Regions from separate parts of the Mus musculus genome. Here all the other regions are linked to region 1. Evidence: chromatin contacts called from public promoter capture Hi-C data. All regions are on one chromosome and are shown on one strand. The core of a region is the stretch at or near the end of the contact, and the rest is flanking DNA. Distances in the headings are between cores, read along the strand shown.

Evidence for each region. Promoter capture Hi-C pulls out the DNA fragments that hold promoters and counts their contacts.
Region 2: a contact with region 1 is called in a promoter capture Hi-C map of pre-B cells, with 2.9 times the contacts expected there. The contact joins the promoter of Amdhd2 here to the promoter of Zfp53 in region 1.
Region 3: a contact with region 1 is called in a promoter capture Hi-C map of the HPC-7 cell line, with 8 times the contacts expected there. The contact joins the promoter of 1520401A03Rik here to the promoter of Zfp53 in region 1. A contact is called at or near these places in 9 of 39 promoter capture datasets (the 3T3-L1 cell line, 3T3-L1-derived adipocytes, the HPC-7 cell line and 5 more).
Region 4: a promoter capture Hi-C map of pre-B cells shows a contact between it and region 1, with 10 times the contacts expected there. The contact joins the promoter of Zscan10 here to the promoter of Zfp53 in region 1. A contact is called at or near these places in 8 of 39 promoter capture datasets (the 3T3-L1 cell line, 3T3-L1-derived adipocytes, the C10 cell line and 5 more) and 1 of 115 datasets of contacts at active chromatin or transcription factors (large pre-B cells).

The regions. Positions count from the first base shown.
Region 1 is chr17:21,486,077-21,494,076 of GRCm38.p6, forward strand. Zfp53 (zinc finger protein 53) reads left to right here and starts at 2,912. Exons shown (of 5, transcript NM_013843.3): 1 at 2,912-3,189; 2 at 5,150-5,240. The coding sequence starts at 5,180.
Region 2 is chr17:24,159,290-24,167,289 of GRCm38.p6, forward strand. Amdhd2 (amidohydrolase domain containing 2) reads right to left here and starts at 4,444. Exons shown (of 11, transcript NM_172935.4): 1 at 4,293-4,444; 2 at 3,907-4,043; 3 at 3,687-3,826. The coding sequence starts at 4,375. It overlaps Atp6v0c (ATPase, H+ transporting, lysosomal V0 subunit C), which reads right to left. Exons shown (of 3, transcript NM_009729.4): 2 at 5,410-5,593; 3 at 4,576-5,319. The coding sequence ends at 5,115.
Region 3 is chr17:23,723,760-23,731,759 of GRCm38.p6, forward strand. 1520401A03Rik (elastin) reads right to left here and starts at 2,692. Exons shown (of 41, transcript XM_017317755.2): 1 at 2,380-2,692. Pkmyt1 (protein kinase, membrane associated tyrosine/threonine 1) reads left to right here and starts at 2,577. Exons shown (of 8, transcript NM_023058.3): 1 at 2,577-2,882.
Region 4 is chr17:23,597,147-23,605,146 of GRCm38.p6, forward strand. Zscan10 (zinc finger and SCAN domain containing 10) reads left to right here and starts at 3,680. Exons shown (of 7, transcript NM_001289481.1): 1 at 3,680-3,813. It also overlaps a transcript of Zfp13 not described here.

The DNA.
Region 1 (8,000 bases), core at 1,662-4,161:
TGTCTGTGTGCACATGGGAAAGTATACATCAAATACTGCCTATCTACCTCCTACCTCTCCACTATCCTGGTCCACAATTCCAACAGTCACTCTACTGTGTTCATCTCTATTCATATTGCTTGTGATCCACTGAGATGAACCAGAGCCATATGTGAGACTGTGGGTTTGGAGCCTGATGTGTGCTCGAGCCTAATGCGCTCAGCACAGGATAACAACTAAAGGCAATGATTCTTCTCCTACAGTATATTCATAGCCAACATCTAAGAAATAAAGTGAGCCTTTTCCCTTTCCTAGTCTGTGGTGTTCTGTGAGGCCAGTGCAGGTAAGTGCATTTGCTGTTGGTTACTGGTTATAATAGTTGTATGGTATGGAGTTTAGAGAATGACATGTCTTTCCCTTCTGATTTCCCAACCACCTCTTCTTCCTCATTGTCCTCACATTCAGCAGTCATATAATAATGCTAAGCGTAAAGATATAGTATATATGTGCAGACCTGTGTAGGCCCTGTGTCTGCTACTTCAGTCCCTGTGAGTTCACTTGCACTTGCTTATTCAGAGGGTCTTGTTGTCCTGGTGTCCTCTATCTCTCCTGGCTGTTAACACTCTTTCTGCCTCATCCTCTCTACGGTTCCCTGAGCTCTGAGGGGAAGCATTTGATGGAGACCTCCATGTAGACTCTCTCTTCTCCTGATGTCTGACTTTGGGCTTCTGCATCTGTTCCCATCTGCAGTTGTAGACATCTTCTCACATGATGACTGAATAAAGCACTGATCTATTAGTACAGCACAACAGAATTAGTAGTCGATTTTGTTCATACTTCTATTTCTCATTTTACATGACTAGTGTTTGTTTTATCCTAGGTTTCTGGGCTGTCTAGGCTCTGGTCCTTGGTTATGCAGGCAGGTTGGGTATGACTTTCACCTTTTGGAGTGAGCCTTAACTCAAATCAGACATTGGTTGGCTACTTCCATAATTTCTGTTCCACCATTGCCATGCCATCTTGTGGGCAGGACAGATGGTAGGTCACAAGTTTTGTAGCTGCTGCAGTCATACCTTAAAGCTCCATTTCATTATTGCATTTCACATACTTTTTAATTGTGAGGAAAAATTCAAGATATGCAAACAGAAATTTCTCCCTAAATATAGTGACGATCTGATCAGAAAATAGAATTTGGAAAATCATTCCTTAGATTTCTCTATTCTGTCTTTTCTTCATATACTGAGTACAGTACTGTGATAGACGTTTGTGTTCTTTCTAAATATTCTTTCATTAGTCATGGGCTACCTCAGAGAACACATGGATTATTACATTCAAGTTAGATCTGGTCACCTGTCTGAGGCAAATGAGATTGCCCAGAAACATGGAGATGATATAGCCACAACCATGGTGGGCAAGTGAATGAGCAGGACACAACAGGTGTCCTGCCTGTTGTAACTGTTAGAAGACATTGCACCTTATTGTATCTGAATTACAGTGACTTAACACTAGTATAAAACAAAATTTACTTGACTATGCTGATGTCAGATTGGAATTTTTTTTTTTTACAAATATAAACCTAATGTGAGTCCATGAAGTAGCATTGTTCTGTAATTGCCTTCCTTATATGTAGGTATTCATTCATATTACATCCTTCATTTTCTTCTCAGTGGAGGATACACTGATACCCTTCTGGTAAATGATCTCAGGAGTCATTGTAGAGAGTTGACTTGAGAATAACTGTAAAAGGAAAGTTAAGAAACACAACAGTGTGTGGAACTCAGACAATGGAGGAAAGAAATAAGCAATAGCTGTCCACTGCAGACCTGCCTCAAATCATCTAGAAACTCTGACATCTGGCAGAATATTTGCTTTACATCAATAACTTTTGAAGAATCTAGTGATTCTATCTCTCTCTCTCTCTCTCTCTCTCTCTCTCTTTTTCCCCCCACCCCCCGGAAAGAAAGAAAAGGCCTTTGATGTTTTAAATGGAGCCTTTAATATTACAAAGTCTGGGTCATCAAAACAGTAATCTTCATTATGGTACATTAGTTTACCCAAGTATTGTGAATCTGAGTGCATTAAATTCTTCTTCATCAATTTCTGAGAAAAAATATTTAAAAACAGAAACATGTACTCTGAGTTGCACCCTAAAGCTGATTACTGATTTCTCAATTATTTGTTTCATCTTGGTTTTTCTGAAAATCCATGCAATTATAGTATAAGAAAATGTTAACTCCCCAGAGGTCTACTTACAAATCACAACTGTGTAAGTAATGGAAACATAAAGTTAAGAAACTTGCAAAAGCTTTTAATGAAGTTTAAATCTTAAAACACCGCAATTTATATTAAACTAAAATTATGCAAAGGTAACTGGGGACCACTGATGTGGTTCATAGACATCATAGGCGGGTAGGACTTTTCAATGGCTTCTTCCTTTAAGCTGTTTATCAGGTAGGATTTTTCTTTATTTTAAAACGAAGACTATGTTCCACGTTCCTGAAAAGTCTCTCCCCAAATCAAAATTGCAGTATATGGTTTTGAGTTCTCACGTTTGCATTTTAATAGATGGCATTCTGGCATCTGAATTTAGCCTGTTTTGCTCTTTGGTATATATTATATGGCCCAGAGGCTCATAGTCCAATGGGGGTGTTAGGATGCCTATTTTGTATCTGACGGGTTCAGAACTCACTATGGGGGTCAGATACCGGGATGCTGCGTCATATCAGATCCAGTTCTGGTCCAGGCTCGCAACAAGCAGGTGGGAAGACCGTGCAGATCAAGGCCAGGTCAGCCTTACAGCTGGATCTGTGGGAGGAAGCCTGAGACCGAGTGGGAGGGACTGATTTCCGTGGGGCGGAGCCACTCACCCGGAAGCAGAGGATGGGAGGATGTTACACATTGGCTGGGTGTAGAGGAAGGGTGTGGAGTGGGCGAGTTTAGAGGAGTGACCAGCAGGGATACTGAGATGCAATGTGTGTGAGCCTAAGGAATTGAGGCTAAATAGTCAGAGCCTAAAGTGTTAAGAACGCGTTTCCGGCCTAGGGTCTGCACTGTGTGGAGTCGCGTGGTGCAGACTTGCCTGCAGAGCACACGGCCGGGGTCTCGCGGGACCCGTGAACCCCCAAAGCTACAGGTGCCAGGCGGGGCGTCCTGGGAGAGTCAGCAGCGCCGCGGCGGGAACAGCAGCCTGGCGGCCCTGGAACCTTCCAGGTCAGAGGAGCTGCGGGGCTGCAGAACGGGCGGGAGTGGAGCAGAGCATGATCAATGTCTCCGCAACTCATAAAGATGACAGCTCTCAAAACTGTGCTGTTGGATGTCTTACCCTCGTCGATACATTTTTCAATAATATTGACTGAATAGTGCTATTTTTAATTGATCTTCTACCCTCCACATATTCTCCTACGAATAACCTAGTAGAACATTTAAATTTATCGGTTGATATTTGCAAACGCGGTTCTCTTTGCTATGGTGGAAAGGACAAAGCTCTTGAGATTTTCGATTATCCATACTAACTTCCGTGTGCTACCACTTCCTTATTCAAGAGAGTGGCATATGGACCTAGGGACTATGATTCCATGAAAGCTTCTAGATATTAGTCATGAAAGGAACACCTGCAAATTTAATTAAGAGTACAATTTGTTGTGAGTTCCACAGGTATGGATGTAAACATTAACTTTTAAAAGTCAACGTTTTATCCACCATTAATTTTTCATCTAAAACTCTGTGTATTCACTCTGTGATGTAAATATAGCGTTGTGAAAAGGGTGCCGCCAGGCTTGGTGACACTCATCTTTTATCTCAGCAGTCAGGAGACAAAGACAGATGGATCTCACTGAGTTTGTAGGCCAACCTGATCTACATCGTGAGTTCCAGGACTACCACAGCTACATTGTGAGACCCTGTCTCCAAAAACTTAAATATAAATACAACAACAAGACAAACAAGGGGAAGGAAGAAGGAAGGATGGATAAGAGGGAGGGAAGGAGAGAAAAAAAGTAAGGAAGGCAGGCAAGTCAGACAAAAAAAATTTTTTTTTGTCTTCTTCTGAGTTCTTAATGTTGCAAATTAGAGCCTGGAAAATCACAGTATGCTGTTTGAGGGAATCAGGCTACAGGGTTTTCACAGTTAGACAGCATTTGGTGGTGGTACACACCTATATTCCCAACACTCCAGAGGCAGAGGCAGGTGGAGTTCTTTGCCAGCCTGGTCTACAGAATGAGTTTAAGGAAACCCAAGGCTGCACAGAGAAACCCAGTTTTGCAGCAAAAAGAAAGAGACAGAGAGAATGAAACAAAATTAAAAGGCATTAATTATAGTATATGACAATATTAGAAATAATCTTGTGAATAATTATAACTCATCTACATCAGAAAATATCTGCAATCTTGTTTTGTTAATGGTTCAAGAAAAGCATTCTGCCCATGGACACATGACTAAACTGTTATGGAAAAGTCACCATTGTAGACCAGGCTGGACTGGAATTCATAGATTTCTACCCACCTCTATTTCCTCAGTGCTCACATTAAAGTTGTGCACCAGCAGGAATGTTCAAACTGTTATCTTTTATTTTGTGGTCTGTTGACAATCAGTGGTGTGACTCTGGACTTCTCCCAGGAGGAGGGGCAATGCCTGGTCTCTGCTCAGAGGGCTCTGTACAGACTGCATGTTGCAGAATTGGAACTCTGATTTCTGTGGGTGAAAATAGTTTTCTTGCTGTCTCCCTTGCTCCTCCTTTGGGTTCTTGGCAAATTAGACTGCAAGTATGTGAGATTTCTGTGGATGAGTCTCACATTCTACTGAGTAAGGTGAAATCCTCACAGGAACAAAGACCGATTTCAGGAAATGCTTTCTCTTCTTTGGGGTGTTCCTTTGTGAGTATAAGGCTTCCATAATTTTTAATCCAGGATAAATTTAGAACCTCACTAGTATATAATATTCTCATCCCAGTCATTCAGGTCCATTTCTGCCTCTGAGATTAAACTGGGCTGTGATTGGACGTGTGGTTCAAGTTGTGGTAACTGAAAATATTTTTTTGAATATTTTCAGTACTCCAACACTATGTGACAGTGGGAAGGGTTCACTGTAGAATCCTCAATTTCGTTTCTCTTAACCTACTGAGCACATGTTAGAAATCCAGGTGCTTTCTGAGGAATCTCTTTCTCATGTGCAGGGCTCACTGATCACCCAGACCAGCTCACCTATGGAGCAGAACAAAGAGACCTGGAAGATGGAGAGACAGGAGGCAGTAGCTAAGGATCCAGGTATGTTGGAGGATTGGTGAAGTGATGGCAAGGAATTCAAGTGAATGTGGAAGTGGGTCATGAAATTAGTTTTGCCACATTCTGTGTCACTAGAAATAATTCAGGATTATCTATTTTAGAAGTGAGAAGACTTTCTACAGAAGAACTGATACTAGAAGGGAAATAAAAATTTATTTGACTGTGCATGTGAATAATGCTGTCCTTATTCCATGTACATCACTGATCATGTCTACATACCAATATTAAATAGTTTTCATCTCAGTGTTTTTAATATATTATAGAATGATGAAAACTAATGCCTCTAGGTTTATTTATTGTTTTAAGAATTTCTGATCTTTTGGTATTCTAGCACATTCTCTATATTTTCTTCATTCTGAAAATAATGCCAACTGAGGTTTGGTAAGAATCAAGAGATTCTTGATAAGAATCAAGAGATTTTTGATAAGAATTAAAAAAAAAGAATCAAGAGATTATTTGCAGACTATTAAACTGTGTCTGTTATGTCTTCCCATGGACATCTCCTATTGTCTGTTGTCCTGACAGCTCTAAGTGATTTCCATTGCTCTATTTTTAATATACTTTGAGATCACCTCCAGGTGAGATATTTCTTTCTGGCTCTTTTCTGTTCCTTGGTACTATAGGTTTATTTTTAGTAAAATATGAAAATAGAGTTTTTAATAGGAATTAGTTTTAATAGGAATTGGTTTTTTAGGCCAGATTGTGGTAGTGCAGTCCTTTAATCCTAGCACTTTTGGGGAAGAGGCAGGCAGATCTCAATGAGTTCTAGGCCAGCCTCATCTACAAAATAAGTTCTGGGACAGCCATGGCTACACAGAGAAATGCTGTCTTGGAAAAAAAAAAAATATATATATATATACATATATATATATGTGTGTGTGTGTATATATATATATACACACACACATATATATTGTTGCTCAGTATCTTGTATCTTTAGATATGAAATGGATTTTTTGGTAGGAAAAAAATATTTTAATTTCCGCTTTCAATTTTTTGAATACTGTTTACATCTTTAGCTTAGGAAATGTTATCCATTTACATTTCAAGAAATTGCTGAAAAGATACATTTGGTATTGTTTAGGAACAGGAGTGTGGACACTGACTAGACAGAATTGGAATCTCTGTATATTGAATTTACAGGATCTTATAGCCTGTAATGTAGAGCTTTTTAATAGGTACATATTGGCCACTTCAGCTGCTGTTGAGCATGGAGGATTCAATTCGTTTGCTTATTTATTGGTTATATTATCATTTGTTTCCTTTCTAATGTTTTGATTGATTCTGAATTCTTATTCATTGTTCTGTAGATAGGTAGCTAACGAGTGCGTCTACAGTGTATTCTGTCTCTTTATACTTTTAGTTATTGTTATTTCCCTGGATGTTTTTCATTTTATACAATACTGTTTGTTAGTCGCTGTTCTTATATCAAGTGTTTTCCTCTTTTTGTTACTCTGCAATATTCACTGTTTCAGATCATACATAAAGGTCTGTGATTCTAAGAGAGACTTAAACCCAGGTTCATGTTTTTATAGATGAATAGATAATTTTTCCAGTACCACTGTTTCAAGAGGCTGTCTAGTCTGCAACCCGCGCTTGAGGGATTTTGGTTTTAGTCACATGATCATTGCTATTGGGCAGGTACAAGGTATGCTGCTCCACTCCATTGGGCTGATCTGTAATCACACTGGGATAGCTAAAGCATTTCAACAACTTCCTGAGGTTGTTTTGTACCCAGGAAATTTTTGGGTCAATATAAATTCTGGGTTTCTCTTAGAATTCTAATTCTCTGAAGGCTATTGTGGGAAGTTTAAATATAATGCTATTTGAAATGAAGATATAAATCACTTTCACATATACAGCAAGTTTCACAATAATATACCTCATTCTTTTTTTTAAAATTAATTTATTTATTTACTTTACAACCAATATCAGCCCCCCTCCACCAAGTACCCCCTCATACAGGTGATACCCCTTCCCCCATCCTCTCCTCCCTTTCTCCTCTGATAAGGAGGACTATCACTACCCCATGGTACATCAAGTCTGGTCGTTTGACTATGATTGACCCAGGGAATGGCACTATTAGGAGGTATAGCCTTGTTGGTATAGGTGTGGCCTTATTGGAGGAAGTGTGTCTCCATGGGTGTGGGTTTTAAGACCCTTGAACTAGCTGGCTGGAAGCCAGTTATATCCTAGCAGCCTTCAAATGAAGATGTAGAACTCTCAGCCTCCTCCTGCACCATGCTGGCATGGATAATGCTGTGCTCCTGCCTTGAGGATAATGGACTTTACCTCTGAACCTGTAAGCCAGCCACAATTAAATGTTGTCCTTACAAGAGTTTCTTTGGAGCCGGGCAGTGGTGGTGCACACCTTTAATTCCAGCACCTGAGAAGCAGAGGCAGGCGGATTTCTGAGTTTGAGGCCAGCCTGGTCTACAAAGTAAGTTCCAGGACAGCCAGGGCTACACAGAGAAACCCTGTCTAAAAAAAAAGAAAAGAAAAGAAAAAAAGAGTTTCTTTGGTAATGGTGTCTATTTACATCAGTAAAACCCTGAGTAACACAGAAGTTGGTACTAGGAACTGGGATACTGCTGTGAGAGACCTGACCATGTTTTTATTTGGAGGAATGTGGATATTGGGATTTGCAGTGGAATGCTTTAAGTGGGGCTTAATGGACTATCCTAGTAGGAATATAGAAGACTTTGTTGCTGAGTGATTAGTTCTGGCCCAAGAGGTTTCAGT
Region 2 (8,000 bases), core at 3,194-5,693, 2.7 Mb after region 1:
CCTCAGGCGACACCCTCTGTACTGGTTGGTTTTGTGTGTCAACTTGATACAAGCTGGATTTATCACAAGAAAAGGAGCTTCAGTTGAGGAAATGCCTCCTGAGATCCAGCTGTAAGGCATTTTTCTCAATTAATGATCAAGGGGGAAGGGCCCCTTGTGTGTGGGACCATCTCTGGGCTGCTTGTCTTGGGTTCTATAAGAAAGCAAGCTGAGCCGGGCGTGGTGGTGCACTCCTTTAATCCCAGCAGAGGCAGGCGGATTTCTGAGTTTGAGGCCAGCCTGGTCTACAGAGTGAGTTCCAGGACAGCCAGGGCTATACAGAGAAACCCTGTCTCGAAAGATAGGAGGCACAGCACTGCTTTTAACTCTAGAGAAGCTTTGTGTAGTGGAGTGCATCTGTTGTCCCCATACAGGAGATCGTCTGAACCCAGGAGTTAGAGATCAGTCTACAGTAAAGCAAGACGCTCTCCCAAAATAAAAAGGGTGCAGGTCACTGGATCCTAGTAGTTTGGGGCTTGGAGACTTACTGCACTGGTAGAGCACCTATTTAGCATGTACAAGGCCCTGAGTGCAATCCCTCAGCACCATAGACGAAAGTTTAGGGTGTTTTTTTTTTGTTGTTTTGTTTTGTTTTTTCAAGACAGGGTTTCTCTGTGTAGCCCTGGCTGTCCTGAAACTCACTCTGTAGACCAGGCTGGACTTGAACTCAGAAATCCACCTGCCTCTGCCTCCCAAGTGCTGGATTAAAGGTGTGCACCACCACGCCCGGCGAAAGTTTAGTTTACGAGTGCTTGCATATGTTTGTAAAGCCACGTGCTTGCCTGGTTCCTGTAGAACCAGAGGGAGTGGCAAATTCCCTGAAACTGGAGTTACAGGCAGTTATGAGCCACATGATATGGGTGTTGGGAACCAAAGCTGAGTCCTTTGCAAGAGCAAGTGTTCTTAGCTGTTTGCCAGCCCCAAACACACATTTTCTTACCTTCACCTCTAATCCAAACCGTGGATCAGGAAAACAAAGGTATAGCTAGGAGTGGTGGCACAGGCCCTTAATCTCAGCACTCAGAAGGTAGAGACAAGCTGGCCTCTGTGGTTCTAGGGCAGCCTGGTCTGTACAGTGAGTTCCAGGATAGCCAGGGCTACCCAAAGAGACCCTATCTCAAAAACAAACAAACAGACAGACAGACAGACAGACAGAGAATAAAGACAAGGCTAAAAGGATGGCTGAGTGCTTAAGAGCATGTACTACTCTGACGCAGAGGACTGGATTCAGTTCTCAGTACTCACATATTCACATGCAGACATACAAACCTACATAGAATTAAAAATGATTAATCTTCAAAGAAGCAGCAGCAGCCGCCACCACCAGATGACTTAGTATCTTAAAAACCAAGCAAAGAGCCAGGCATGATATTATGTGAGAGGCTGAGACAAAGGGCCAGCCTCAATTACAAAAACAATCTGGACTCTTTGAGACCTTGACTCAAAGCAAATTAAAAAACAAACAAACAAACAAACAAACACCAGGCAAAATGGCTGAGTGGGTAAAACGCACTTGCCAACAAGCTATCTCATGACCTGAGTTTAATTCTCAGGATCCAAAGGATGGAAGGAGAGCTATGATGCCCACAAGTTGTCTTGACATCTGCTTGCATACCATGCACTGCATGCATGCAGGCCCACATAGGTTTTCGTGCTCACACACACACTCACTCACACACTCACATACACACAATTTTCTAGAAGAGCACTTTGAAAGGCAAAGTGAGAGCATGCAGCAGAAACGAGATAAATGAGGCTGGAGAGGAAGGTAATGATGAATCAGGGGTGGGCAGGGTGGCAGACATCCTGTCTGAGGTGCCTGACCTTCATCAGCTAACAGATCTGAAGCAGAAAATCATCTGAAGCCATCAGATCTGTCTATGTCTGAAGCATAGGCTAGAAGAGTAAATCTTAGAGAAAGAGCAGGTGGTTTCAATGAACCGGATCTTGATGAAGATACCCAAGTAGTAGCTGGGCAAGTGAGCAAGCCCCTCAGTGAGAAGGGCCCTGGAGGAATTAGGAGACATAGTAGGGAGGGTGTTTGAGGGTAGGTCTCCTGATGTCTAATGCAACGGGGTATTTCGTTTTTAAACTCAAGGCTGCCCAGTCTCAGCCATCACCTCCTACCTGCTTCCCAAGGCCTTTAGTCTAAAAGTGTTTTCTGAGAGTCTGTGAGGTAGCTGGACTACAGTGGGGCACCAGGGTGAAAAACCTTAGGACTATTCCTACTAAGGGAGAACCCCAGCCTTGCACCTTGCCAGTTGAGCCTGCTGCATGAGGAAAACACAGCGGTGGAGAAGGGGCGTGGGGGCAGGGCTCACAGGAGCAAGGCCTTCCGGGAAGCGCCCAGGAGGACCTGGCACACTTATAGCTGCTGGAATGTGCCTGAGGGGAAAGAGAAGCAGCTTAGCTTAGCAAGGGAATGGTAGTAGGGGGCACATCCTGACACCTGTCACCTTGATAGACGACTCTGGGTTTTGCCAGAGATCAGCTGGGAGAACCAAGTACCTTTCTGCAGTAGGACCATAGGTTGCCCTTGTAACCGTGGAGCACTGTGGGAGAGTTCCAGAAAGACATCCCTTGTTGACATTCAAGGAATGCTTGACATTGTCAACCACCCACTGACTGTTCTCACTCTCCATTTAATGAAACTGAGACTCAGAAGTAAGGTTGTCTTGAGTCTTCCAAGGGTGGCAAGTCAAGGGGCCAGAGTGACGCCTATGCAGCCCAGGGCACAGCCCACACTCAATACCCACAGTTCCCTCCTCTGCTTCTGTGTCTACACAACCAGAAAGGAAGCCACGGGCAACCACACACTCCCTGATCCTGTCCTGGAAGAAAAACTGGCTGCGGCGATTGACAACAGGAACAGAGAAAATCCATTCGAGTATGGATAACAGCATTCATTTACTAAATTCGTCAACTGTGTTGCATAAGAGAATACCACGTTTTTAAAGCAAGAGTTCAGGTCTAAGGGATAAACCCGCAGAGAACACATGAAGACAGCAACCTAAACAAGCTTCCTTAAAACTGGGAAAACTAGCCTGGCGTGGTGGCACACGCCTTTAATCCCAGCACTCGGGAGGCAGAGGCAGGCAGATTTCTGAGTTTGAGGCCAGCCTGGTCTACAAAGTGAGTTCCAGGACAGCAAGGTCTATACAGAGAAACCCTGTCTCGAAAAAACAAACAAACAAACAAAAACCGGGAAAACTGTGGGAGAACCTTACATGAAATTTGGAACAAGACAACAGACCTCCTGCTAAGATAGAAGGTGGAAGGGTGAGGACAGAAGCCAGTCCACAGCAACAGCAGCTCTTTCTGAAAGGCTTTTTCATGTGAGTCACACAGCATAAGCAGGTTAGGGAGGAAGAGCTAGACAAGAGACAATGGCTGTGGCAGAATTCCAGGCGACCTTAGTTCAGGAGACCCAGAGGCTGCCTACAGGGCGTTGGGAGGGCGTGGCAGATGAGAACCGGGGCAGGAAACGTGAGGACAACCGCACTGGCAGTTGCAGAGACCAGGCAGAACCCAACTGAAAGTGAGGCGGATCCCCCTCGGACCCAAGTCCAGGAAGCCCAGATTCGGGTGAAGGAAGTGGTCCTTTCCTGAGGGCCCCTTTGCTCAGGGGTAGAACGGCCTCATCTCACCTTGTGATAAACCTCTGGTGGGGAGGTGACCAGGGTGGGACAGAAGGAGGTGACACCGTGGGACAGGAGCCTCCGGGCCACTAGGGCGACCCCCGAACCCACGTCCTCCGTAGCCTTGGAGAAGTCAACACCAAATCCACCTGTGGCCACAGAAAACAAGGGGGGTAGCACAGTGCTCGGAGCTCCTGCCCTGGGTTCCCTGGCCCGAGCCAGGCCGCACCGTTGATCTGCACATCGATAAAGCCAGGCGCCAGGATGCGGCCTCCGCAGTCCCGCTGCTCATCAGCCACACGCCTCTCCTCAAAAAACAGCTTTTCTGGGTCCAGGATTCGGCCCCCGCGCACCCACAGATCCTCCCTGAGGGCAGAGTAGTAGGCACTTGGATCACCACCAGGCCCTGGAACCAAACCCTAGTTCTATCTCGCACCCAGCTTGTCCCTGCACCCACTATTCTTCTTGGTCCCGGCCACACACCCACGATAGTCCCGCCCTCCACATTCCTGCCCCTTTCAGGGCTTATGCCCTACACTATCCCCATCTCTGCACCCCGCACTGGCGTATCATCAGCTCTATACCCAGCCTAAGCCTGCACCATGCAGCCCAGACCTGAGGAGCGTGCCGCCACGCAGGATGCGGCAGTTGGTGAACTGGAGCACCGGGGCCCCCGCTGCGCACTGCCCGCTACGCATCGTGAGTCGCGCCGAACCCAGCAAGCTTTGGGCGCAAGCCGGCAGAGCCCGGAGCAGCCGTAATCGGAAGCGGGGCCAGGTCGCATCACGTGACTCTCAGCTGAAGGGGCTGTCACGTGGCCGCGGTGCTCACGTGGTGGCGACCACATGATGACAAACCCTGCCAGGCCCGCCCACAGAAGCGCCAGAACACAAGCCAGTCACATCCGAGAACTTTTATTGGACACAGCTGGGAGCCAGCTCTGAGGAGCAGTAGCACTCTATCCTCCACCCTGGCTGTTCAGGGCAGGGGGAAGGGTGGCTCCATCCAAGGAGTCTCAGCAACAGGAACCCCACAAGGCAACAGTCTACTAATGATTACTATATAGTTGGGAGACAGGAGCTGCTCCACAGACGCATGAATAGGTCAAATCTTTTATAAATAAACATCCAGTGAAGAGAAAAATGACAACTCTAGTTCATTCTTATACACAGGAGCACTCTAGGGCGATGGGTGGGGTAACCAGAGGCTGACTTCGTCACTGGTCAGGGGCCTGGGTGGGAGATGAGTGGGCCCGTATGTCCACAGCACGGTGCAGTAGGGGCAAGGCGGGGGCGACAGACAATGGGCACTAGGACACTGCACATTTACAAGACCAACTACTGAGGGGCAGCTGCCCGTGCATGTGTCAGGCTGTTCGTTCTGGAATGAGGAGGGGTGATCTTTACATCCTATCCTGTGACTGATGGTGGAAAAGGACTACTTTGTGGAGAGGATTAGGGCCACGATGAGACCGTAGAGGCCAAGCACCTCCGCAAAGATGAGGATCAGGATCATGCCCACGAACAGTCGAGGCTGCTGGGCAGTGCCCCGAACACCAGCATCTCCGACGATGCCAATGGCAAAGCCAGCAGCCAGGCCACTCAGCCCCACACTCAGGCCAGCACCCAGTTGAAGAAAACTCCTGGGGAGAGAAGAGACACAGGTTGTCAGCAATCTGCCTGTCCACAGGACAATGAAGCACTTCACCTGGGAGGAAAGGCCCAGCACTCACCTGTAGAGGGTGATGCCATCAGTCAGGGAGTTAGCGATAAGTACTGCCACCACCAGGCCGTAGATGGCGATGATCCCAGCCATAACCACTGGGATGATGGACTTCATGATCAGCTCTGGCCTCATGACTGACATGGCTGCGATGCCAGTGCCACTCTTGGCTGTGCCATAGGCGGCTCCCATGGCTGTGGGAGGAGAGAGTAAGTGAGCCCAGAGCAGCTTTTTCCATTCTGCTCCCCAGGTTCCCACCCATTACAAGAACTGAGGCGGGCAGCCAAGCAAGAGCAGCAGCCACTTCTCTTCCCACTAGCAGAGCCATACCTCCAACCTCCTGCTCTACTTCCGCCTGCAGTTCTTCCTGTGGTCATGGGGGCTCGTTTGCTGTGAAACCAGACTTTGTTCCCTAGCACTCCCCTTCCCTAGCTTGTGATCTCTGGCAACATAGTCACGTGGAAGAGGCGGCTGGGCCAAGGAGAGCCTTGCTCGAGACTCTGGCAATCCCTGTCCCACACCCTAAGCTCCAGGCACTTCCAGCATAAGAGCTACATGTCAGCTGCCCAGAGGCCACTCCAGTGTCAATCAGTTCCTGCCTAGAGTCTGCCTACAGTGGGGCCTTCAAGCCTTCCCAGACAGGACAACAGAGTTATATCTGTTTCTTCTGGTACTGCCCCCCCACTTCAACCTCTCCAAGAGAGACTGCTACCCTTCCGGACTTTGTTTCCCTCTCCTATCTTCAGGTCTTGAACTCCAATTCTTCTCATTTCTGCCACTTGTCCTCAGACCCTATAAGAAATATTGAGCTACTAATATGGCTGACACTGGAGCCTCCAAAATCTTTGCCCAGGGCACCCATGGCCATTGTGGGGGAAGTTGTGCATAACCCAATACACAGAAAACAACATGGGCCAGAGGTAAAAGAGACATGAACAGCTCCAGCCCCTCCTCTATATGACTTATGGATCTCACGGAACCACAAGATGTCTACTGTGTGCCCATCACTGAGTAGGGAAAGAGTCAGAGACCTCTGCCTTCTCAGAGCTCAGGAACAGCAAGAAGACAGTGACCCAACACAACAACATATTCAGCAAGGAAAGAGAAAAGGCCTAGGGGAGCTATGGTGAGGGGAGGAGGGTCTAAAAACAGATCACAGAAACCAACCAAGTATACGGGAAGGTGGTAAAGTGAGCAGCAGAGGCAAACCAAAGGGCAAGGTTCCTGACAGCACATTCAGACCCATGCACGACAGGACTAGGGGAGATCAACTGGAGGACTAGGGGAGATCAACTGGAGGACTCGGGGAGATCAACTGGAGGACTAGGGGAGATCAGCTGGAGGACTAGGGGAGATCAACTGGAGGACTAGGGGAGATCAACTGGAGGACTAGGGGAGATCAACTGGAGGACTAGGGGAGATCAACTGGAGGACTAGGGGAGATCAACTGGAGGACTCGGGGAGATCAACTGGAGGACTCGGGGAGATCAACTGGAGGACTCGGGGAGATCAACTGGAGGACTCGGGGAGATCAACTGGAGGACTCGGGGAGATCAACTGGAGGACTCGGGGAGATCAACTGGAGGACTAGGGGAGATCAACTGGAGGACTCGGGGAGATCAACTGGAGGACTAGGGGAGATCAACTGGAGGACTAGGGGAGATCAGCTGGAGGACTCGGGGAGATCAACTGGAGGACTCGGGGAGATCAACTGGAGGACTAGGGGAGATCAACTGGAGGACTAGGGGAGATCAACTGGAGGACTCGGGGAGATCAACTGGAGGACTCGGGGAGATCAACTGGAGGACTAGGGGAGATCAACTGGAGGCAGAACAGACAGCTTGTCTTTTCTACAGATTCTTAGAGGCCCAGACACTGTCCAACAAAGATCTGCATCTTCAATCCCTGAGTCCACTTCAAGAGATAGTTCCTGGAGCCATTCTGGTCACAGTGCATTTCTTGGGCCCTACTGAAAGCCAAGTCCATGCTGAGCTGTATCACGTAGTACAGAAAGTGTGTGTTCCAAGGGCTCACACTTCTGAGGCATGCTTGAAAACACCAAGAATACAGGTTGCCGTGCAGTACTTTAAAGGTGAGATCTCAACACAACTCTGTACCCCAAAAGGTGATACTCCAAGAAAGGTGAGTGAGTCAGGTCCTTCCCCAAAGTATAGATCATGGAGCTGAGGATGGGTGACAAGAAGATAGAGGATGGAAAACAGGGACACTGTCGGAGATCAGGGCAAAAGGAGGAAAAAAATTTAGCCCAGGCCCAGACAGTAGCAGCTACCCAGAAGAGCAAGCATGATAGGCTGCAGAAGGGAGACCTGCTGAGAATGCTAATTTAATACAGCATGGTCTGGAGGCACTTCCAGGAAATCAACAAATACAGGGAGGAAGTCACAGAAAATACAGAAAAGAAGTAACTGGCAGTTTCATGGAGAACATGATGAGGAAAGAACAGGATATTTGTCATAAGGGAAAAAAAGGGAAGTTAGATTGTTAGCATGAAACGGAGGCCTCAAGGATGCGTTAAAGAACAATGGTCTGAAAACTTGGTTAGTTAAGTCCAAGGGAGACCAAGGGTCAGTCACTGAGACG
Region 3 (8,000 bases), core at 1,442-3,941, 2.2 Mb after region 1:
GAGGTGACTCCTGACTTAACCAGCAGCTGCTCTTGTCTTGACTGATGCAACCCGTGGGCCCATTTTGCATCAATGGGAGAGAACTCTTACACTAGAGCAGTGGTTCTCAGTCACCCTACAGCTTCAACCCTTTAATACAGATCTTCACGTTGTGGTGACCCCCAACCATAGAATCAATATTGTTGCCACTTCATAACTGTAAATGTTTTACTGTTATGAACTGTAATGTAAATATCTGTGTTTTCTGACGGTCTTAGGCAACCTCTGTGAAAAGTTCTTTAGATAGCTTCAAATGGGTCTCGACCCTCAGGTTGAGAACTCTAGCGGCTCTCACCTCTACTGATCAAAAGCACTAAACCAATCAACTGTCCCTCTGCTGCTGCTCCATGTCAACTTTCACTTTCTAAATCAAACTTTTGCTTTCTGGCCTTCTGTTTTTTGTTTTTGTTTTTGTTTTTTAAAAAAGACAGGGATGGTGAGATGGCTCAGTGGGTAAGAGCACCCGACTGCTCTTCCGAAGGTCTGGAGTTCAAATCCCAGCAACCATATGGTGGCTCACAACCATCCGTAACAAGATCTGACTCCTTATTCTGGAGTGTCTGAAGACAGCTACAGTCTACTTACACATAATAAATAAATAAATCTTTAAAAAAAAAAAAGACAGATAAGACCATGAACCTGGGCAGAAAAGCACAGATCTCTCTGGTCTGCCTCTCCTCTAACAAAAGCAGTTCACATATATTTTCTCAGTTGATGCTCGTTTCTTCCAGCAAGGAGGAGCTATTATTCATTTTACACATGTGGAGACTGGCAGAGCAACACTACAGCCTTTAGTTCCCTCACAGGATGTCTGTCCACTTACCTGTAACTGCTGTTAATCTATATTTACTAGGTGTCTAGTGCAGCCTTCTCTGCAGAGTGAGATGTTTTCTGATGTATGCCACTGAAATAAAATGCTTTTATTTCTCCCTGTAGCGCTGGGGATTGAACCAAGGGCTTCACACCTGCTAGCTGACAGCCTAGCCTTTCTACTTCTTCCCTAGTTTCTTTATGAGACAGGGTTCAAATTGATAAAACTGTGCCGGGTTTTGAGACAAAGTCTCACTATGTAGCCCAGGCTGGCCTAGAACTTCTGATATATATCAGGGTGGCCTCAAACTCAGAGATTACCCCTGCCTCAGCCTCCCCAGGTCTTCAGTGTTGGGATTACAGAGCTATACACCACTTTACCCAACTTTTACTTAGTGGTTTATCTGAGGACAGGCATCTTGTTTCGTTTTTTTGTTTTGTTTTGTTTTAATTGAGTTTTCTTTTTCTTTCTTTCTTTTTTTAAGATTTTATTTATTTTATGTATGTGAGTACACTGTAGTTGTCTTCAGGCACACCAGAAGAAGGCATTACAGATGGCTGTGAGCCACCATGTGGTTTCTGGGAATTGAATTCAGGACCTCTGGAAGAACAGTCAGTGCTCTTAACCACTGAGCCATCTCTCCAGCCCCAGGAATATTGTTATAGTACCCACTGGCCTCCAATTCCTAGGCTCATGTGACCTTTCTGCCTCAGCCGCCTCTGTGCTTGGGGTATAGACATGTACCAGTGCAGTTTTTTGTTTGTTTGTTTGTTTTGTTTTGTTTTGTTTTTTGTTACTGTGTGTGTGTTAGTGTGTTTTAATCATTATGAATTAGACTTTGAGGAATAAATGGTTGGAAGAAGGGGAGGCCTGTCCAGAAAACGGAGCTGGCAGAAAATAGCTCTAAATAGTTGGAGAGGGACCTGTCTAGGGTTCTCAACAAGGACTAGACCAAGTCACAACTGTTCTGGCTCTCAAAGTCACTAAAGCAAAGGGAAGGGCTTGGAGGTGGGCGGTACCCCAGCTCTTGATCTCAGGCTTAAGTAGGGCCTGGCCTTCCTTCCCACTGTTGTTCCAAGAGATTGCAGGAGCATTTTAGAGAGATTGGCTATAAAGCATGATTTTTCACTTCTAGTTGAAATCAATAAAGGTCCCTTTCTCCATGAAGCAAGCTCCACCCCACTTTGTTCTGTGCAGACCTTCTTTAAAGAAATTGTCCTAGGTTCCTCGGCTCCACGTTTAGAAGAAAAGTGACAACCCATCATGTACCAGAGGTTGTGAGGCCAGGAAGTGACTGAGAGGAGTCAGTTGAGCACAAGGTTCTGAGCTAAAGGATGTAAGAATCGGCCTCAGACAGCCTATTTACAAGGAGACTCCACCGTCTTAGAACAGGCGCTACCAATCGCTATCCTGGGATGATGAAGACCGGTGTCTGAATATGCATAAGATTATAAGTAGTGGGACATTCGCTTGTGCTGTCCCCAGTGGCAACTCCTTGAGGAGATGCCACTTGGCTGCAGGGCCCTTACCTGCCCCTTTTATGGACACGAATATTAAGGCAGCCAATAGAGAGCAGCTGGTGTGGGGACCATAGTGTGAAGGCCGACAAATACCGACAGAGAGGGGCCAAGGATCGTTCCCGCCGCAATAGGCCTCGAAGAGTTGCGTCTGCGCAGTGAGAGCGCTCCGGCAAACTTCGGAGGCGGGGAGACCTCGGTGCGCACGCAAGACGCGAGGCGGGGCCAATGCCCCGGGCGCTAGACCCGCTGCACCAGGCGGGGGCGGGACCACGGGCGAGCCTGGGCGGGGCCTCGAGGCCGGTTTGGAATTTTTGGCGCGAGCTGGCTCCGCGCGCGTTCACGGGCGGTTCCCCTTCTTGGAGGGTGCTTCGTCCCGGTGTCCAGAGGCCCCGCTGCCCGACCCCGGCCTGCCTGGCCTCTGTGAGGTCCCCAGCGGCCCCCGCCGACCCGGAACCTGGGACCTCGCTGCTGCGCCACGCTGCGCCACGCTGCGCCACGCCCAGCCTCCCCAGGTGAGCCCACACCCGGGTGAGATCTCCCGGTTGCGCCGCTCTTCCGCCGGCGCCCTGGCCCGCGCTCCTGCCGCGCTGCGCCCCGCGACTGCCCTCCGGCCTCTTCTCAGTATCCGGTCACCCCCCCACCCCCCTGCAGCAGCCCCACCCCTCCGTGTCTGTCACGGGCCGGACTAGCCCTCGGATGACTCCAGGTCAGCGCTGTCGCCCACGCCCCGCCTACTCCCGCGGGTCCCCTGTCCCTTCCCATTGGGCGCTCCTTTTCCAGCACTGCCTCTCTTTCTCCCGCGGCTCTCTGGGAAGAGCCCCTCCACCCCCGGGTGACAGCCTGTTTACGCAATGGTTTGTCAGAGTTCCCCCTCGCCTACCGAACGGATTCAGCAGTGGCCCTGCACGGGAGAAACTCACAGTCTAACGCTAGATGGTGGTCAACAGATGGGTACAGCTCAGTAAGAGGGTGAGGTCCCTGGAAACCCAGTGGCTCAGGGACACTCTGTACTCAGCCGGGACTCCACTACCAACCCTTCTCACCCCATAAAAGCTGTTTGACCAGGCCAGAGGTATTAGAATGTAAATGACCAGTGATGTTGAAATGAAAATGGCATTGAGAGGGAATGGTCTCTCTGGCTGAAACAGAAGGTGATGGACTCCCAGGTGCTAGGCATGGAGACTGTATTCCTTCTTCCTTTAAAAAAAAAAAGTTTTTACTCTTTTTAATGCATGTGTATTTTTGTCTGTTTGTGCCTAGTGCCCACATAGGTCAGAAAAGGGTGTCAGATCCCTTTGGAATTGGAGTTACAGACGCTTGTGTGTCAGGGAATCAAACCTGGTCCTTTGGAAGGGCAGCAAGTACTCTTACCTCCCCCACCCACGTCCCCTTCAAGACTGTAGGTTTAATTAACAAGCATGATCGTGGATCCTTACAGAAGACCTGGGATGGGATTTGTTTTTTTTTTTCTTAGGGTGGGCATCAAATGCAGGACGCTGATGGTGCCAGGCATGTACTCTATCACTAAGCTAAAGGCCACCTCTGGGATGGGATTCTTGAAGTAAATAGATCCATAACAAGAGGGCCTTCCAGCAAGCCTCTTAAGTACTTAACCTAAGTAGTAATTTGATCTAGCTACTACTAGAGGTTAGGTGTGGCTCCTTTGATACATTGTGGCTTCCCCTAAAATGGACACTTTCTATTGCTTTTTTGCCTTTGTTTCAATTACAACATTGGAGCAACCCAACACCCTCTTTTGCCCCAAGGGGCACAAAGATACTGACACCAGGGCACTACTATACTTGAGTCATTTCAACTATTATCTAAAGCACTGATTAAGAAAGACAGCAGTTAGCATTTATGTCTTAAGTCCTTCAGCGTTCTGTATGTCTGTGCAGAGTTGCAGCTCCACAAACTCCTGGTGCCAGGTGCTCTTCATAATTCAAAATATCCCAGATTTAGGACCTGGAGTTATAGTAATAAGTCAGTTGGTTTAGCATTTGTCTAACATGAATCATGTCCTGAGTTTGATATACAGCACTGCATAAACTAAATGTAGTAGGACATGTCTGTGATCCTAGTTCCCTGAAGGTGGTGTCCGGAGGATCAAAACCTCACAGTTTTCCTTGGCTGCACAGTGAGGGAGCTTGAAGACAGCCTAAACTAGAGACACTGTCTCAAAAAAATAAAATAAAATACATCTCAGATTTAGAAAGCACAGATGAACCGGGCGGTGGGGGCGCACGCCTTTAATCCCAGCACTTGGGAGGCAGAGGCAGGTGGATTTCTGAGTTCAAGGCCAACCTGGTCTACAAAGGGAGTTCCAGGACAGCCAGGGCTACACAGAGAAACACTGTCTCGAAAAACAAAACAAAACAAAACAAAAAACAAAAAAAGAAAGAAAGCAAACAGATGTAGGGCTGAGGCTATAGCTCTGGTAGAATGCTTTCCTGACGTGTGTTAGCCCCTTGGTTTGACCTATAATGACTAGTAGCTTTTAAATAATGGTTTGACCCATAAATAAATAATAGCTTTTGAAAAGCCATCCTAAGAAAGCATATATGTATAAGACCACTAGCAAATCTGAGGCATCCATTCCAAGATCAAACACTAATATTTCTGTCAATGTCAGCTAGTGGTAGCTCATGCCTATAATCCTAGCACTTAGAAGGCTGAGGCAGGAGGATTGCTTCAAGTTCAGGATCAGTCCAGGTTACATAGACTTTTCTCAAAACAAAGTAAAACTATAAGTATAGTGAGTGAGAAAGATGAATAAAGTTGATTTTTTTCCCCTGTAGTAATTTTTTTTTCATGTAGCTATCCAGTTGTGTGCCATTCGTTGAAAAGATTCTTCTTTCCTGTTGGTTTGTTTGACATCCTTTTTGCAAATAAGTAATTCCAGCTCTCTGGAGGTTGAGGCAGGAGGCTGTTCAAAGCCAGCTTGAACTACATAATGAGTCCTGTCTTGAGAGGGGGAAAACACACACACACACAATTTTTTTTTTTTTTTTGAGACTGGGTCACTCCATATAGCCCTGGCTGTCCTGGCACTTGCTCTATAGACTATGCTGGCTTCAAACTCACAGAGATCCACCTGCCTCTGCCTCCCAAGTGCTGGAATTAAAGGCGTGCACCACCACTGCCCAAGATGCTCATTGTTTTCAATAATGGAGCCAGCTGAAATTCTAACAGAGATTGTACAATTTAAGCTGAAGGCCTTTACTTTGTTTTGAGAAATGTCTGGTAACACTGTACCATAACTATACACCAGTTCACAACTTCAAGACCATTGTTATGAACAGGTTTCCCCTTTTATTTAGGCCTTTAGTTTTTTGTATATGCACGTGAGGGGTAGGAGGTGTCTCTGCAACCACTAGGACCTGCAAAGGATTGACCTCTGTGAGGCAAGAAGAAAATCCAGTTCAACACGACTCAGTAGCTGGTGTTGGTTCAAACTTCTAGACTTCGACCCTGGGTAGTTTATTATAGGTATATTTAAGTACAGTACAATTTGGAAAAAGGTTTCCTAGTGTAACAGAATCCCCCCCCCCCACTCTGTCCAAGGAAGCATAATTAGATCCAAACACGCCTCAGTTCTCTAGATAGGCTACATGTGCCAGCTCAAGGCCTCGGAAGGATCTGGCGAGCAGTCATCTGGGCTGCTAGCCACCTCTGGTTCTGCTGGGGACATCCTGGGGGAGCCAGGTATGGCCTGGCTCTCTAGCACAGGGGTTAGGTTTTTAGCCACCTCTATTCCCAGCCTTCTGGCTAAAAGAGGTCTGTTTGTTTGAAAAGACAACTGTGTGTGCTTAACATTCCTGGTTTTCCTAGTTCTAGCTATGAGTGCAAGGACAGCTGTGCCCCAGTATATGTCCATTCATTTTGGTTTTGGTAATAGGGATCAAACCAGGGCCTATCACATGCCAGGGAAGTGTTCTGCCACTGAGCCAGTGAGCTACATATCTTCTTCCACCTCCTCTTCCTCTTCCTCTTCCTTTTCTTCCTCCTCCCTCCTCCCTCCTCCTCCTCCTCTTCTTCTCCTCCTTCTCCTCCTTCTCCTCCTTGTTCTCCTTCTTCTCCTTCCTCTTCTTCCTCTTCTTTCTTCTTTCTTTCTTTCTTTCTTTCCTTCTTCTTCTTCTTCTTCTTCTTCTTCTTCTTCTTCCTCTTCCTCTCCCTCCTCCTCCTCCTCCTCCTTCTTCTTCTTCCTTCTCTCTCTCTCTGTCTCTCTCTCTCTCTTTTCTTTCCTTTCCTTTCCTTTTTTTTTTTTTTTTTTTGTTCTAGACAGGGTCTCACTATATATGTAGCCCTGGCTAACCTGGATCTCTCTGTGTAGACTAAATTGGTCTCAACCTCATAAAGATTTTATGCCTCCTGAATGCTGGGATTAAAGGCATCATGCCCAGCATTTCTTCCTAGTTGCTTGTTTGTTTATTTACTTTATATGTATGGGTGTTTTGCCTGAATGTATGCCTATGTTTTATAAGTGAGTAATGTGGGTGGAGGCCAAAAAGAGGGTGTCAGATTCCCCTGGCAGCCATGTGGGTGCTGAAAATCCTGGAAGAGCAGTCACTCCTCTTAACGGCTCAGCTACCTCTCTAGCTCCTTCTTCCTTCTTTTTGAGACAAAATCTGGATATGTGGTCCAGGCTGCTGTCAGATCTGTGGCCTTCATGCTCCACTGTCCCCTACTGGAATCACAGGAATGCATACCATGCCCAGCCCCTCAGCTAAGACCTAAAGCTTTCTTTCACTAAAAGAGATGTATTATTACCAGGGTGAGGTGTGCAATCACATGGATGTGGCTGGTTGTCAGGCTTGCAAGGCAAGCGTTTTTCACCTGCTCAGTTATCTTTCAGTTTGGTTTTGGTTTTGGTTTTTTTTTGTTGTTGTTGTTGTTGTTGGTTGGGGTTTTTTTGGAGCAAGTTCTCATATAAATCATGTTGGTCTTGAATTCTATGTGTAGCCAAGGATAGCTTTGAACTCATCCTTTTGCCTCTGCCTTCCAAGTGCTGAGATTATAGGTGACAGTCACTGTGCCCAGCTCCATTCAGCCCTCCTTACTTTTTTGACAGTATTGTCAGATATGGACGTCTTAGTATTTCAAAGTCAAGTTTTCCTGGGAACAGCCTCAGGACTCTGTTTTACAGATTGCTTCTACCCCTGGGCAATATATCTAATCTGTGCTGTGGACAGTGGTGCACTTTGCCCTGACTGGCTCTGATGCCTTAGAAGCAGGATGCCAAGCCAGGACAGCGGTCTCTGGCATTCCCTGCCTGCCTTTTCCAATGTGGAGCTCTCTTCCTATGAATGAGCTGGGGCTTGACCATAGGCTTCTCAGCCTGCTAGGCCCAATATAGAACTTCCATCTTGTCTTTCAGTGGGGCAGGGGAGAGAAGAAAGGTCTTGGCTAGCCGGGCAGTGGTGGCACACACCTTTAATCCCAGCACTCGGGAGGCAGAGGCAGGCGGGTTTTTGAGTTCAAGGCCAGCCTGGTCTACAGAGTGAGTTCCAGCACAGCCAAGGCTACACAGAGAAACCCTGTCTCAAAAAACAAACAAACAAACAAAAACAGAAAGGTCTTGGCTAATCTACCACTCAGCTGGAACCAGCCTCTGCCCTGTGGAGTTGGTG
Region 4 (8,000 bases), core at 2,430-4,929, 2.1 Mb after region 1:
AGCTAATTCTAGCATGTCTTCAGGAGACAAGAAGCTAACTAGTCCAATTGTGGTGGTGCACACTGACAGGATTTCCTGAAGGAGACAGAGGCAGGATGATCACAAGTTGGAAGCCAACCTGGGTTACACATTGGGCTCGAAAGATGGCTCATCGTTTAAAGGCACTGGTACTTTGAGAGGTCCTAAGTTCAATTTCCAGAAACCACATGATAGCACACAGCCATCTGTAATGGGATCGTCTGGCATGCAGGTGTACATGCAGATAGAACACTCATATCAATAAAATAAACAAGTCTTTAAAAAGAAAAAACTGGGGTTGGAGAGATGGCTCAATGGTTAAGAGCACCGACTGCTCTTCCAGAGGTCCTAAGTTCAAATCCCAGCAATCACATGGCGGCTCACAACCAACCACAACAAGATCTGGAGCCCTCTTCTGGAGTGTCTAAAGACAGCTACAGTGCACTTACATATAATAAATAAATAAATCTTTTGAAGAAGAAGAAGAAGAAGAAGAAGAAGAAGAAGAAGAAGAAGAAGAAGAAGAAGAAGAAGAAGAAGAAGAAAACTAAGCAGAACCTAGAATTAATCTGACTGTCCTATTTTTTTTTTCTCAAACTTATTCAGGTCAACAAAAGTAATTAGTGGAGACTTGGGAGACGACTCAGACCATACGGTTGTCATAGCAACTTGAAGACCTGAGTTCACACTTTCAGCACCAACATTAAAAGTCTGATGTGGCAGTAAACACCAGTACTCCCTACACTCAGCAGGCAGATGTAGATGGATCCCTGGAGCCAACCAGTCAAGCCTGCCATCCAGCCCCAGTTCAGTAACGGATACTCCCCCCTCAAAACCAAACCAAACCAAACCAACAGCAACAACAACAAAGCAACCAAGGCAGCATGTTCTGCATGTTGGCACATGTCTTTCATTGAAGCACCTAGGAGACAGAGGCAGGCAGATCTTTGAGGTCTGGTCTACAGAGAAAGCTCAAGGCCAGTTAAGGTTACACAGTGAGACAGAGGGGGCGGGGGGGGGGGAGGAGAAGGAGAAGAAAAAGGAGGAGGAGGAGGAGGAGGAGGAGGAGGAGGAGGAGGAGGAGGAGGAGGAGGAGGAGGACAGCGCCAAGCATAGTGGTATGTGTGCCTTTAACCCCAGGACTTGGAAGAAAGGCAGAAGGCAAGGGGATACCCCTTAGTGGGTTCAAGGCCAGCCTGATCTACACAGTGACCAGCCAGTGCTTCATAGTAAGTCCCTGTCTCAGAGGGGAAAAAAACAAGAATAATCAAAGAAGTCAATGGACATGGATTTTCAGCCTGCACACAAGTATGACTACACGTGTGCCTGTATACATATGTATACAGCAGGAACACATATATACATACACATATAAACACAAAACAAATTTGTAACAGTCACAGGGAGAGAGTCCTTAAGAAACATTGTCCTACGACTCACTAGTAACTGAACACAGTAGACAGTGTACCCACCGCGTCCTACGCACATTGTGTTCCCTAACTGCCTGCCAGTTTGAGGAGAGGTTTTTCTGACCCAGCAGTTCCCTGCTCCCTCCCTTGTGGACCTTGGTTCTGCTGGACCACCAGTCAAGGGCCCTCTGCTGGGTACACGATGGTTTCTGCTTCCCCAGGGTGGGCGGCTGCCTCCACTAGAGTTCAAGAAGCAGGATAGGTTCATGTCTACGGTTAGTGTGTAGGCTAGTGTGTAAAGGTGAACATGTGCGGGCTCAGACCACGCAGAGAAGCAGGAGTTGGGGAGCCTGTTTACACAAGCTGTAAACTCGTCAGCCTTCCTCCCTACTCTCAGAACCTTTGTTGCGCCCCCTCCTCCCCGCCCCCCAAACCACCGCAACCACAGACAGGAAGGACTCTACCCACTGTGCCCAGCTGCTGTTAGAGAAAGCTCTCCACTCCTTCACCCTGCTCGCCGCGCCTCCAGAGAAGGCCACGCCTATTCCAGAATGCCCCGCTCCCACCATCCGGCCCACCTCTCTTGGGTTGGGGCTTCTAGAGAGGAATCAAAGTTGCAGGATTGTGGGAGGAGTCCGCAGCAGGAAGTTGAGGTGCTCTGCCATTGAAAAACTGGAAATCTCTTGAGGGCGGTGCCTAAGTCAAGCTGTCGCTCAGCCTTTTCCTGTGTCCTGCGTGCTAGGCGTTGGGCTCTGTGCTGAGGACATAGAGCGCAGTAAGAAAACTGGTGCCTACTGGGTGGTCCAGTGAGATCCACCCCACACAGTTAAAAATAAGCTGGATGCTGACCCTAGCAGGGAAACTTAGGAGCAGCCAGAGCAAGGCTGGGCCTAGTCACGACAGTCTGAGACATCAGGGCTTTGGGGGCGACCAGCGCCGAGTTTCCTTGACCCCGCGAGTGATGTAGTGCACTCTAGAACGGGGTGGACACTCCAGATAGCACCACTGATTCCCGGAAGGAATCCTCCTCTGTATTTGGGAGCATGTAACTAAGAAAGCCCATCAATGCAAAGGGGAGAGTTTGACTTTAAAGTGGGCTCCAAAGGGTTTGTGGAGGTAACTTCTCCTGAGAGGCGGGGCGAGGCGGAGGGCGCTGTTAGTAGGACAAAGCCACTAGCAGGATTCTGGTGGGGGAGACTTTTAAAAGCTATATGGACTGAGGAACACTCATCTTTATCACATCTTCTTGTCGGTGTATGTTTTAATTTTTTTCTCACTACATTTATTTATTTACTTATTTATAGGTTGGGTGGGGGCACATGTGGAAGTCAGAGGACTACTTGTGGAAGTCAGTGGCCCAGGTTTTTGTTTGTTTGTTTTGAGGCGGGATTTCATGTAGCCCAGTGACTTCAGACTTCATATTAGCTGAAAGAGGCCTGCCTCCATTTCCCAGATGCAGAGATTACAAGTGTGCACGATCATGCCCAATTTTATGATGTGTGCTTCCTGCTTGGCAGGAAAGCATTCTACCAACTGAGATGTATCCCTTTGGTTTTGAGTTTTTGAGACAAGTTCACTCTGTTACACCAAGCCCATCTGGAATTCAGGGCACTCTTCCAGCCTTAGCTGAACCTGGAAAAGATAGCACTGCAGGTGTAAACCATCACACCTGCCTTCTGTCCCCCTCCTTTTCTACTTTGAGACAAGGTCTCACCACGTAACTATAACCTGTAACTCAATATGTAGACCAGGCTGGTCTTGAACTAATAAGAGATCCACCTGCCTCTGCCTCCTGAGTGCTGGAATTAAAGGTGTTTTCCACTCTAATTGACCTATTTTATTTTCTTACAACTGCAGTCTCATCTGTTCCTTGGAATGCAACCCCCACACCCCAAATCCACCTGGGGCAGGGCCTCATTCCTCAGTTTAGCTCCATGTCCTTAGAGCCTGCTGTTTAATAAACATGTAGATAAATATTTGTTGTATGAATGAAAAGCCAAGCAAAGAGGCCTACACACAGCAAGCACGTAAAACAGAAGCTCTTGGCCCCAAAAGGGCATCAGTCTGTCTCCGCGTAGATGGAGAAGCTCTGGCTTAGAGTAACTTAACTCTTACAGAAGCTTGGCAAAGTTAGAATCTGGAGTCATCACTTTTCCCTTGGTTTGTTTCTGGCTCCTCCCTCTTCCTTACCCCACCCAGACTGGGAGGTGAAGGGTTAATTCCTGGAAGCCCCTTTATCCCCTTACCTGAAAGGGATGGGTCAGGCAGGGAACTTCCTGTTCCATTTCCCGGGATTCCTTTCCCAAACTAGGCTACGCTGCCTCTTACCCTGAATTCTCCCAAGGATCCCCAAACATCTCGGCCTCAGGCGTCGGTACCTGGAGTGGTGAGTTGGAGGGCTGGGGTGTAGGCTTACAGCACTGTGGAGAGTGAAGGGTGTTTCGGGGGACCTACTGGTAGGCTGAGAGCTAGAAAAGTCTTGGTTATAATGAGCGGGTAACTCGTGCTGGAGACTCCAAGGCCACACAGCATGATGCATTTGTGGCCTTGGAGACATGAGGGAGGGTCCCAGAAGTGACGATGCCATGCGTTCCTAGCACCAGAAGGGGATCTCTGCCTTAAAAAAAAAAAAAAAAAAAAAAAAAAAAACAAGTTAACAGAGTTGAGCAAGTTAGACTGCTAGCAGAGAAAGGGGGTTATTTCTTGCAGAGGACCACTCTAGCTCCCTAGTGTGTAGGTGGATTTTATAGCAGTACCTACATACAAATTTAGACCGGCCAGATTTCACTAAAGAGCTTTCTCGCCCCACACCCAGCCAACCCCCTACAGAGGTGCATATTAATAGGCCTTTTGTCCTGGAGACCTGGGGGAGGGACAGGCTTTCTAAGGCCTACTTGCCTGAATTCCATCTCTTGGAAACCTCTGGCAAGTCCTCACCTAGAAATTCCAGCTGCTGTGTGGTTAGGCGGGCCTTTGACCAGAATCTAGAATTCTCTCTTTCTTATCTATGCTGTCATACTCCAAGCTAATACTGGCAAAATTTCATGGGGTAGGACGCAAATAGTGGGTTCGGAACCCCATTTCCACTTTAGCAAGCAGTATTGCAGCACCGGGTGAAGCTGTGAGTAAATCACCTTGGACTCTCTGAACCTGTAGGATTAATAGGTTGATCTAGCAAGTGAGTCCGGGCGGGATGAAGTGAGCAGCAGGCAACTGACTGGGCTGCTAAACGCTTGGAACTCACGAGCATCTGCTGCAGAGTGGCCAGAGTGACTTCACTCTCTAATTGTTTTTATTTTTTTAAGGTTTATTTATTTTATATACAGAGGGTTTGTATGAATGTGCATCTGCGCACTATAAGAGGGAACTGGGTCCCACCAACAGTTGGGAGTTGCCATGTGAGTTCTGGGACTTGAAGTCTCATGAGCTCCGGAAAAGCAGCCACGCTCTGAGCCTGGAGCGCCTCCATATCATATTTCATATGCTTCTTCAGACAGCGAAATGCAATGCTGTTTCCTGTGTGTGTGAGCCAGAAATTAGGGCTCGATGTGCTGGCTGGGCACAGGCCCTGAAGATACTACTCCAACCCCTCTTTGTGTTTTTATTTTTGAGAAAGAATCTCACTAAGTTGCCCAAGCCAGCTTTGTACTTCACTTAAGTCCAGGCGAGCCTGAAACTTTCAGTCCTGCCTCACCTGTGGCTGGCTCCATAACCTCTCTCTCCTTTTCCTTTTTGTTTCTAATATGTTTGTTGTTTTCTGAGACAGAGTCGTGTATCCTTGAATCACCAACTGAGCTGAGGATGACCTTGAACTCAATTGATCTTCCTGTCTCTACCTCCCAAGTTCTAGGATTTAGAGGACATTTGTATACTGGGGATTGGACCCACGGCTTCCCACATGTTTGGTAGGGCTAGCACTCTACTAAGAGAACTACATCTCAAGTCTCATCCTCCTAGTTTTTGGGTGTTTATTACAGATTTTTTTTCCCTGAACCGTACTTTGATTCTTAGGACTTCAAAACTTCAAAGTGGCAACTACTACTACGTAGTACTATTATTATTGCTGTTCCATTGCACGTGTTCAAGTCATTAAAGTAAATCACTTCAAATGACAGGCAAAAACTTACTGAACTCGAAACAATGCCTCTTGCTCAAGCCAGGAGAAGAGATTGCAGTGAGCAGTGATTAGGGTACAGCAGCCAGTGGGTGATGTGTTTCAGGGCCCCTGAACTGGACGAGGTCATTGCAATAGAAAAAGCACCTATGGGATGAAAGCTCACACTGGACAGGCTGTGTTTGGGAGGCAAGGGATCAAGATGGAGACAACCTGACCCAGGGCAGGAGTTAGGCCTGGGTCATCATTTTGCACCACATCCCTCTTTCCCAAGGCTAGTTTAAAATTCTGGATTTTCTGTAATACTTCCACCCAATACAGCTCTCCTACAAAGGAAATTTAGAGAGCTCTCTTCATCCTGGACACTATCTATACAAAATTCAGGGCAGAGACACTTTGCCTAATCTGGATACCTTTGATAAGATGTTATAATTAATAAGAATGAGAACAATGACCACAAGTCCGCCCGCCACCCCACCCCCCAAACCCCACCCCCACCCCACCCACCGTCTGCCCACAGTGCAGCAGCGCTCCTTGTGTGGTGCTGCTCTGGGCTGCAGTTACTGGAATGGAAAGTTCTGCCTAAGGCTCTGGTCCCATCCCCCTATCGGAACTCCCACTGTTTGGGGGGTTGGGGTGGGTAAGGAGATCAGCTTGGGAGAGACAGCCAAAGTGCCGCTGCCACTTTGTTTTAAGAAACTTAAACTGGCCGGGCATGGTGCCACACACTTTTAATCTGGAGGCAGAGGCAGGCGGAAAGAAAGAAAGAAAGAAAGAAAGAAAGAAAGAAAGAGAGAAAGAAAGAAAGAAAGAAAGAAAGAAAGGAAGGAAGGAAGGAAGGAAGGAAGGAAGGAACTTAAACTGGAAACTGGTTGAAGTGTGGCACCGTAGAATATTTGCCTAGTATTCCTGAGACTGAGTTTTGGGTTCCATGCCCAGCCTGGAAAGAGGAGCTAACCCTTCTGTACAGTGCTGAAAGGTTTCATTGATCTGGACTGAATTGATTTGAGTCTAGTCCTTAGGAAGGAAGGAGTAGCCCTCTGAGCTAGAGAAAAAGGTGGCACCTAGTGCCCCCTGTTGGACAGTCAAACACTTTCCATTGCTAGCTGGAGGAGAAAGTGAGTGAGAGTTGTTACCACACTAGATGAAGAACAAGCTGATCGCAAAGCTAGGCAGTGGGACTCTTGTGACTCCCTAGCCCACAGCTCTATTGTAGTGTACTCAAACTCATTTTTCACATGTGAAAGGGAGGGAGTGGATTATAAATCTGAATTTTTTCAAAGTTGTATTTATTTATACATGCGTGTATTACACTGTGTGCTTACCTGGGATCCCTGGAGGTCAGAAGAAGAGAACATTGGATCCCCTGGAAATGGAGTTACAGATACATGTAAGCCCCCAAGTGGGTGCTGAGACAGGACCCATGTCCTTTGCAAGAGAGGCAGCAAGTGTTCTTAACCACAGAGATGTCTCTCCAGCTCCAAGAGATGAAATGATTTTCTCCTTAGTCTCTCTTCCACAGAGCCCCTAGTGGATGCATTAATAGGGCAGGTAAAAGGTCACACCACATCTCTATGGGTGTACAATAGGACAATCATCCAGAAAGGTCCAGTTTCTGTTTGTGAGAATGTGTGTGGTGCATATGGCCCCATATGTGCACACCTATAGGAATGCAAAGAAAGACAGCACTGGGATGCCCCACTCTAACTGCTGGCTAGCTCTAACTAACTGTCCTTTGGGTTAGATATCTTCCTGGGCCTTGGTCTTTCCCACCAATCCTCCTGTCTCTGCCTCCAACATTGGTAGGTCAGAAATGTATGGGAACATTTCTTGCTTGTTCTGTGGATACTGAGATCCGAGCTCTGAGCCACGGCTTTCATGGCAAGCGCTCTCGATCGCCACCTATCTACATCCCCACCTTTGCCAATTCCACCCCACCCCAGACTAGCCTAAGACTTGTTATATAGCTGCTGAGGGTGACCTGGGACTCCTGGTCTTCTTGCCTCCTGTTTCTGTCTGTAGGCCTGCCTCACTATGCCCAGTTTATGCGGTGCTAGCATGCTGGGCGAGCTCTCACCTACTGAATCACAGCCCCTTCAGCCCTCCCTGATTTTTTTGCCCTTGCATGATTACTCTGTTTTCACCTTCTGCTGTGAGTGATCACCCTTGATAAAAGGAAAGGACTCCTCAGAAAGCCACATTAATTTTTTTTTTTTCTGGTTTTTCAAGAGAGGGTTTCTCTGTGTATCCCTGGCTGGAATTCACTTTGTAGACCAGGCTGGTCTCGAACTCAGTAATCCGCCTGCCTCTGCCTTCCGAGTGCTGGGATTAAAGGTGTGTGCCACCACACCTGGCTTCAATTTTTTCAAAGATTTATTTATTTTATGTATATGAGTACACACTTGCTATCTTCAGCTGGTTGTGAGCCACCATGTGGTTGCTGGGAATTGAACTCAGGA